Regions from separate parts of the Hordeum vulgare genome. Here region 1 is linked to region 2. The links are chromatin contacts, called in public Hi-C maps. All regions are on one chromosome and are shown on one strand. Each heading gives the region's core, a stretch centred on a gene start, on an enhancer-like site or on the middle of the called end of the contact. The rest is flanking DNA. Distances are from core to core; before and after follow the strand shown. Region 1 holds the start of LOC123397954. Region 2 holds the start of LOC123396722 (O-fucosyltransferase 35).

The links. A called contact is a pair of places that touch in the nucleus more often than the background predicts.
Region 1: a contact with region 2 is called in a Hi-C map of seedling, with 2.5 times the contacts expected there. The contact joins the promoter of LOC123397954 here to the promoter of LOC123396722 in region 2. A contact is called at or near these places in 2 of 6 Hi-C or Micro-C datasets (leaf and seedling).

What each region holds. Positions count from the first base shown.
Region 1 is chr5H:429,472,230-429,476,363 of MorexV3_pseudomolecules_assembly, reverse strand. It overlaps LOC123397954, which reads left to right and starts at 1,652. Exons shown (of 8, transcript XM_045092464.1): 1 at 1,652-1,935; 2 at 2,514-2,565; 3 at 2,810-2,858; 4 at 3,434-3,529; 5 at 3,768-3,821; 6 at 3,894-3,959. The coding sequence starts at 1,711.
Region 2 is chr5H:429,305,323-429,309,517 of MorexV3_pseudomolecules_assembly, reverse strand. It overlaps LOC123396722 (O-fucosyltransferase 35), which reads left to right and starts at 1,978. Exons shown (of 9, transcript XM_045091574.1): 1 at 1,978-2,738. The coding sequence starts at 2,235.

The sequences.
Region 1 (4,134 bases), core at 403-2,902, 170 kb before region 2:
TCTTTTTTAAAATACAATGCTGCTAAACGAGCTCTCCAAGTTGTGCGCATCAACCGCCGCACCGAAAAGTGGCTGTGCATTTGTGTAGCTTAGATTTTCCCTTCTTTCTTTTATTAATGAAAAAATTACTGTAGAACAATTGTTGTATGATTTGGGATTAATGTACTTCATGGCATGGAACTTGTCGAGAGAGGAATCCGATGGGGTGTGGGTAACGGTGCTACCATTAAGATTCAGGAGGATCATTGGATCCCTGGTGTGAATCCTCAGTTTTTGCATTTGTTGTCTCCTCTCTCGGCTAGCCAGAGGGTGAATTCGCTCTTTGTTGATGATGGCTTTACTTGGAACATTCAACTAGTCTGATCAGTCTTTGAGGAATCGATTGCGGATCAAGCACTACAACTTCCCATCGGTGGTTTTGGGGACACTGACTTTGTATCGTGGCCGCATACCCGTTCTGGTACATACTCGGTCCGGTCTGCCTATCATTTGGCCAGGATGACAAAGATGATCGCATCCCGCAGCAATTCGGGTTGTGGTATGTCTTCTAATCTCCAAAGTGATGCTATATCGTGGAACAAAATCTGGGCGATCAAGGCGCAGGGAAGATGTTGATAACTATATGGAGATTCTCTCATGATTGCTTGCCAACCGGAATGCAACTACACCAGCGACATATTCCTGCATCTAAGGTTTGTGTCCATTGTTCTGTTGATGAGCACGTAGAACATGCATTGCTATTTTGCCCTTATGCACAAGCGGTTTGGTCTGATGTTAAAGATTACTTCAACTTGCATCTTAGTCGAAAAGGATTCACAAATTGCAAAACATGGATCTTTGATTTTTTGGCTCGTTGCGATGATCTTGCTGCTACAGTTCTGGCAGTCACGTGTTGGCATATTTGGGATGCTCGAAATAAACTCCGAGAAGAAAATATTACTCAGCATCCTTCTAGTCTTGCTCTGAAAATTAAAGCTTATGTTGACATGATAGTGGAGCATTTGTTCATTACCACAACCAACCATAGGCGTGAACCCTCTAAAACAACATCCTGGGTTCCGCCGCCGGCAGGTAAGGTGATGATAAACGTTGATGCTGCCCTTTTTACACATGACAGGAGCATGGGGGGTAGGAGTGGTGATGCGAGAGCATTCAGGTTCTTGCATTGTTTGTTGTGGTATTGGTGTTCCTCATGTGATCCTTCCTGAGCTAGCGGAGGCCATTGCAATTCAGAGAGGCTTGCAATTTGCATTGTGTGAAGGTACTCAGGATGTCTTACTTGGTTCTGATTGTTTGACGGTTGTCCAGCGTATCAATTCGCTGAGCCAGGATCGATCTATCTGTGGTCCTGTCATTCAGGACATCAAGCAACTTAGAGCTTCTTTCACTAGTTGTTCTATATTTCATGTGCGTCGGGAACAAAATGTTGCTGCACATTTGTTGGCTCGATCATGTAATCAGCTAGAGTGTCGTGTTTGACGTGGTGTATCCCCGGAATGCATCCGGGAAACTATTTGTATGGACATTATGCCATGATCTATAAAGTGGGTGTGTTATAAAAAAAAGAACTTTTCAGTAAAATGGAGAACATTCTCAGCTCCTAGTGACCCGTCCAGACCACGCAGGCTACCACGATACAGGGGATACATATCCATCAGCTTCCCAGCAACGACCACCCACGGCCCCGCCGCCGAACCGCAACCGCGGGACATGGCGTCGGCATCTCCGCCTCCCCCCACCGCCGGCGCGCGGCCCAATCCCAGCACACCCGCCCCCTCGTCCTCCGCCTTTTCCACCGTCTCCCCCCGCGGCCCCATCTCCCTCTGCGGCGCATCGAGGGCTTCCTCCGTCTCCTTCCAGCAACGGCGACCATCCCCTCTCGCCGGAAGGTCGCGCCTACCAGGCCCCATCCGCTGCTCTGATGCCTCCGGAGAGGTAGCGAATTCTCATTCATTTTACCCCCATCATTTCTAACCAGATCGGTAATGCATATGCGCGCGTTTCTTCCCGGAAAAAAGAAGCGTGTGTTCGTTTTCCGTTCGCTAGAGCGGTGCTGGGAAAGCAAACTAAAGGAAAGACTAGATTAAGGTTAGACTGTTTGTTGTCTTCCTGGAATTTAGAAGATAATAATTCTCAAATGCTGTAGTAGTAAAATTTGGATTTATGGTGTGATGAGAGCAGAGGCAATCAGCTACTCATGGCGCTTCTTTGATAGGCAAAATCCTGAAATTACTTGCGCTTTTGTTGGGCAGACAAAAGCATGTCTGCAATGCGTACATCATATTCATGGAATTTATATTGCATTGTTGGGAGTGTAACTCTGATGCGAGTTTTGACCTTTTGTAAATCCCCATAGGTAGTGACTGGTGTTGTTATGTAAAGTTGTAAACAACTCATTTGGGGAATAAGGAATTAATGGAATTCTTTACAAAATGAACAATTATGATAATGTAATTTAGATTTGGGTACATGTTTTTTGTTGATGCATATTCTGATCTGCATTTTTTTGTTAGGTTGACGCAGTTAATAGTGAAGAAACGAAGCAGACACAAGGAGGCTCGACCGGTATGATGTTTGTAGCATGTACTCCCTCCGTTCCTAAATATAAGTCTTTCTAGATGTTTCACTAATAGACTACATACGGATGTATATAGACATACTTTAGAGTATAGATTTACTCATTTTACTTCGTATGTAGACACCTAGTGAAATATCTTAAAAGACTTATATTTAGGTACGGAGGGAGTACTAACTTTGCTTCTCCAAAAAAAAAAAAACTAGGGCTGAATTGTTTTCTTCTTTCATACAGGGGAAAGAAATCATGGCAAAGATTTGTTCAGAAGATTTTCACCTAAAGAGTATTCACAACTAACTGTAAATCCAAAGACAATTACATCTTCGTTTTATCTTGTCCCATAACAGTCTTCAGGACTTTAGCTTAACAGTTGAGTTTGCATTCAGCACTAGAATGTACTCAGAGAAGCAGAAGGCCTCACCAAAGTTGGTTCTCTTGTATTTATTTGGATTCGCGTGAAAATTATTATGTTTTTTATGCAAACATATGTGGGCAGAAATTTTTTGCTAGGCTAGGACTAATATATAGTAGCATATAATGGTACTGTGAGTCATACCCTTGCATTTGTTACAGAAGAACCTTGCATCATCCATCTCACTGAGCCTAACAACTCAACCCTAGTCATGGATTGTTATACCGACACCCTTGCATGTAGTATTACAGAAGAACCTAGCGCCATCCATGCAACCGAGGCTAATGAATGTCAGGTTGAAGCTCTCGAACCTTTTTCATGATTATACCAATACGTCCCCTACGGAAAATTATGCCAATACTTGGAATGACATATCCCGTTTACTCTTTCAATTTTGTGTTATAAAATGATAGTTCACCATTTCTCATGTCCTATTGCTGGTTCAGGTTGCTAGAACAATTGAAGAGATATGGTGCTGCTGGAGTTTTGTCATATGGACTACTTAATACTGTGTATTATGTCACCACCTTTTTATTGGTCTGGTAGGTCAATGCATGGTACTGTGATGCCATGCTGTTTTTTTTTAGTTTTACATTATTTCTAGAACAAACATTTATTATGTAACTTTAAAATGTAAAGTTTTCATCGGTCATGAGAAAAAGACCATCAGTTCTCTTAAAAACTTGTTTCACTTCATGCATCTCCATGAGCCAAAATAAGGGCAGATGGTAGGAGCATTGGATGGACTGGAAGGGAGTCACTGACTGATTTACTTTCCAGGTTCCATTTTTCGCCTGCTCCTGGTAGGATGGGCTATGCTGCAGCAGTGGAGAGGTAACCGTTGTAAATTCTGTTTTTTTAAGCAGCCTCTTCTCACTATAACGTGTTCTATACCAACTAAAGCAGGTTCCTTAAATTAATGGCAATGGTGTGGGCTGGCAGTCAAGTTACTAAAATTCTCCGCGCAGGAGGGTGAGTTAGTCTCCAAGTCAGTGTATAACTTGTTGCCCGGATCAGTGTAACAAGCATTGTTGGATGCTACTCTGCTTTTCAGTGGTAACTTGAGGAACATCCTCAAGCCCACACATTTTCAATTTTTAAAGAATGCATTGCTACCTGTCGAAATCCATTGCCCTCTCTTCTGAAA
Region 2 (4,195 bases), core at 729-3,228:
CATAAAAAGTGAGAACAATGGAGCATACGAAAATAGCTTGTGCTAGTGCAATCATAGCAAACGCTATAAGATGAGAAGCGTGCTTTCATCTCAAGGGGTCATCGAGGAATCTCTATCCAATTGTCACAATGATGTTTCTTGGTATGACATGAATCCAGCAACTAACGAAATAGTGCACATACAATAATGCCATGTTATCCAACTATACAAATAAGAATAGTTATGAGCACATTCTGGAAATATAATAGACTTTCCGGTGCAGTATGTTCTGGAAGCCCAAGGATTGTTGAAGATTGATCCCTGGGATGCTTAACAAACTTCTCGATGATATTTATCATTTTACAAGATTCTTGCAGATAATTATCCTGATAGCACTATATGTAAATGAACATAGAGTTTATAGAGAGGACCTAAACTATAGAAGATGTCTAATTCATTACTTGATTCATATGAATAGTTTGAAGGGCCTCTCCCCGTAAATACGATTCCAAGGTTCCAATTTCCAGGCTTCTCTTCTCTAATGATGGGTGGGCCAGGCTAATTTATACGACAAATCTCCTATACAAACACTTAAATGTACAAGCATTTGTGGATTTCAGCATGAAACAATCCGTAAGTTGACGCAACCAAGTGCATATTTCATAATAGCACATTGTATGCAATGTGATATAGTTGCATTAACAAACTGGAGAATGGGGTCAGGAGAAATTACTCGTAGAGTTGGACATAAAGTACAAGATTTCCACTTTAAGCTTAAGTTAAGATCATTACCCGGTCTATAATACATTCTCCTCTTCTTTCAAGGGAGCACGGCATGGCAAGGGTGCATTCCCTCGAAACTAGAAACCTTGCATGTTGAGCAATAAAACAAGACTAGCAACAGGGCAAGTGGTAGTAAACGAAGAATTATTTGATCAACGATAGCTCCTGATCGTGCGTGAGCTTGATCCCATAACAAATGACAAAAGTTTTTTTTAATGTCGACAGTAGCATTATCAAATTCATTGATCGAAAGAAGGTGTTACAAGAGCCCTCCAAAAAAAAAAGCAATGCAAAAGGCAGTGCAAAAAAAAAAAAGATCCACCAACAGCACCACAAACCCACACTCTACCTTCAATCGAGAACACCATCAGAACCCATCATCGGGATCTCCAAGGTGACACCTTTAAGAAGGAAAACGATGTTAAAGACACCGTCGTCACCCGATCTGCTACTGCCTGATCTTAGGTCTTCACTCGGATCACACGTTATATGATAGAAAGGACGGACGACCCCACAACGATACCTTCAAAAAGGAAGACGACGCCCTAGGATGCCGTTACCGTCGACAACGACCGAGTTGATTTTCATCCGTAGTCGGGACTTTCACCAAAAATCCCGAGATCCGAAACCACCAACGCCAAGTAAGAGCACAAGTCGAAGCAAACGTTACCAGAAACGAAATGGTCGTAACCCACGACGAGCATGCGCCAACCTGACGGGTCCACACCGCCGCTCGCATGTCTTGGACGAGTCAAGCCGGATCTGGACAACTTCAATCTCCGTATGCATGCAGAACTAGGCGATCCTCCGCACGGCAGCGCACGGAAAAGATCGAACGAGAGCCGGACAAACCAAGACCCACACCACGCCAACCACTTTACGCGTCAACGAGTAGAGAGTGCAGACTAGACTAGAGACAGCCCCAAGGCCTCCTTCCCACTGGGTCCCATGCATGAAGGATGCAGCGTACCGGCCAAAGCACGAGCCGCGCACGTGACAGCGTCGACGTATATTTAATATATTGCCGCCCTTTTCCTCCCTTCGGACAACAACGGCCTTTATTATTACGTATACCAGACACGGAAAAACAAAGGATAAAATAATCAATCAAATCAAATCAAATCAAATCAAATCCCTAATCTGGCGGCGCCTCCAAGTGGCATGGCAGGGGCCCGTAATTACCGCCCTCCGCCCTGACCGTTTCCGTTCCAGTGCCGTGCGTATCCCACTACGCACCTGGACGTGGAGTGGCGCCTCACGTCGTCGGCCGTCCCCCTCGGTCGCGACCTCACTGCCCCATTCACTTCCCAACCGAGCTCCATTAATGGCGCCTCCCCTCACTTAGCCATCATATCATGCTACTGCCGGGACGACCAGCTGGGGCACCACTCGGAACCCGGCGCCACTAGTTCGTCCAGGTCGAGGTCCTCGTACCGTGGGTTGGGTGGGACTGCTGGAGCTCCCCGCGCCGCATGGGCTACCAACCCAAGCACGGCGGCGGGGCCTCCGGGGCCGCGGGCGGAGGTTCCGGTGGAGGTGCCGGTGGTGCCGGCGACCACCTCCCGCGCCTGCACAGCCCCCGCGTCGCCGGAGGCGGGTACATGACCCGCCGCGCCAACTCCTTCAAGCGCTGCCCCGGCGGCGAGATCGAGCTTCAGATCAGCGGCTCCCCGCGCTCGCCGCGGACCGACGGGCTGGGCAGCCCGCCCAAGGACGCGGCGGAGGCCTCCTCCAGCGCCTCCCCCAGCGCCGCCGGCCTCCACCACCAGCACCAGCAGCAGCTCCGCTTCCGCCTCTTCAAGCGCCCGGGCGCCGGCGGGGGCGCCGGCGACGTCGTGCTGGGGCTGGGGATCCGGGAGAGGAGGAAGCTCGGGAACCTGCTCTTCTTCGCCTTCTGCGGCGTTTGCCTGCTTCTCGGCGTCGTCAAGATCTGGGCAGGCGGCCGGTCAGCGCTACCAGCTGCCGATGATTTGCAGGTATGTATGGAAGCTTCAAAACTGCATTCTGGTTTAGACTCCTCGCTGCCACTCGGGAATGTTCCTTCCGAGGGAGCAATCAACGGACGGACCTAGTGTTCCAACAACTCTCCATTTCTTCTCTTCTTTTGCACTGATGAAAATGTGTTTATTATCCTCACTAGTACTCCCTCCGTAAACAAATATACGAGCGTTTAGATAACTAAAGTAATGATCTAAACACTCTTATATTTCTTTACAGAGGGAGTACTTCTTATTAGTTCTTATCACGAACACATTTCTACGAAGAGTTACAAATGATGTACTACGTAGTAGCAATGATGTTGATTACCAACTGAGATGTTACGAGGACTAGCTAGAGTTATGAAAAACATGTCAAGTTGTTAACTGTCTAGATTCACCGGCCATTCTTTTATATAATAACCTATTTTTATGATCAATCATTGGCATTCTAAACGTTAACTTGCAATTTTGCCTACTTCTCTAATCTCTACCATTTTTGTTGATGTTCTGGACAAGTCAAACAAGAGCTGGAAAAAAATCTGATGGAATCTGATTCTCATTGTTAAAAGTAGTAAGAATCTAGACATGTTTTTAGCATAATGTAATGGATGCCTGTGCAATTGGTCTGCTTGAAAACAGCTAGGTTGGGTTTATTGTATTCTGTTGGACTTGGACAGCTGGAGTTTAATGTCCGGCCATCTTTCCTCAACTTAAGTGTTGCGTGAACTGGTCGGTGCATGCAATCAACATGTTCTAGGCTTTGTAGCTCTATTTGGAACTTCTTAAGCAAGGATCTTTTGGCAGAAGCTTAGCATTTTTAGGACGTTTCCTCATTTGTTGGAGGTTTGTGAGTCGGTTTCCAGTTGCTTTACTATTAAAGCACTTGTTACTTTGGTGCTTGTAGCTGTTGGCGGTTGGTTGTTATCGACTTTATGATCTTGTGGTCTATCCAAATTGGGCAGAATATCCTTTATGTCCATAAGAACTTTGGAAGTATGCCTTACTGTCTTCTTCCTTGGGAGTATATTGTACTAGTACGTATCCTTAGTTGGGCTTATTCAGATCAATAGTCATCTTTATTTCAGGACTTCATTGATGACAAAGATCTCCCGATTTCAACGTTTCCTTCTAACAAATAGCCCTTGTTCTATATAGTGATGCTTTGACGATGCGAGTTATAGGAAAACTAGTTTGATAAGGTGCCTTTTAGTGTCCCTATCCAAGGTAGACGCCTCAACAAAATTTGCTACTTACTTGTTATATATACTCCCTCCGTTCCTAAATATAAGTCTTTTAAGATATTTCACTAGGAGTCTACATACGGAGCAAAATGAGTGAGTCTACACTTTAAAGTATGTCTATATACATCCGTATGTAGTCCATTAATGAAACTTCTTTAAAGACTTATATTTAGGAACGGAGGGGGTAATATCTATTCAGAGTGCAGATATATT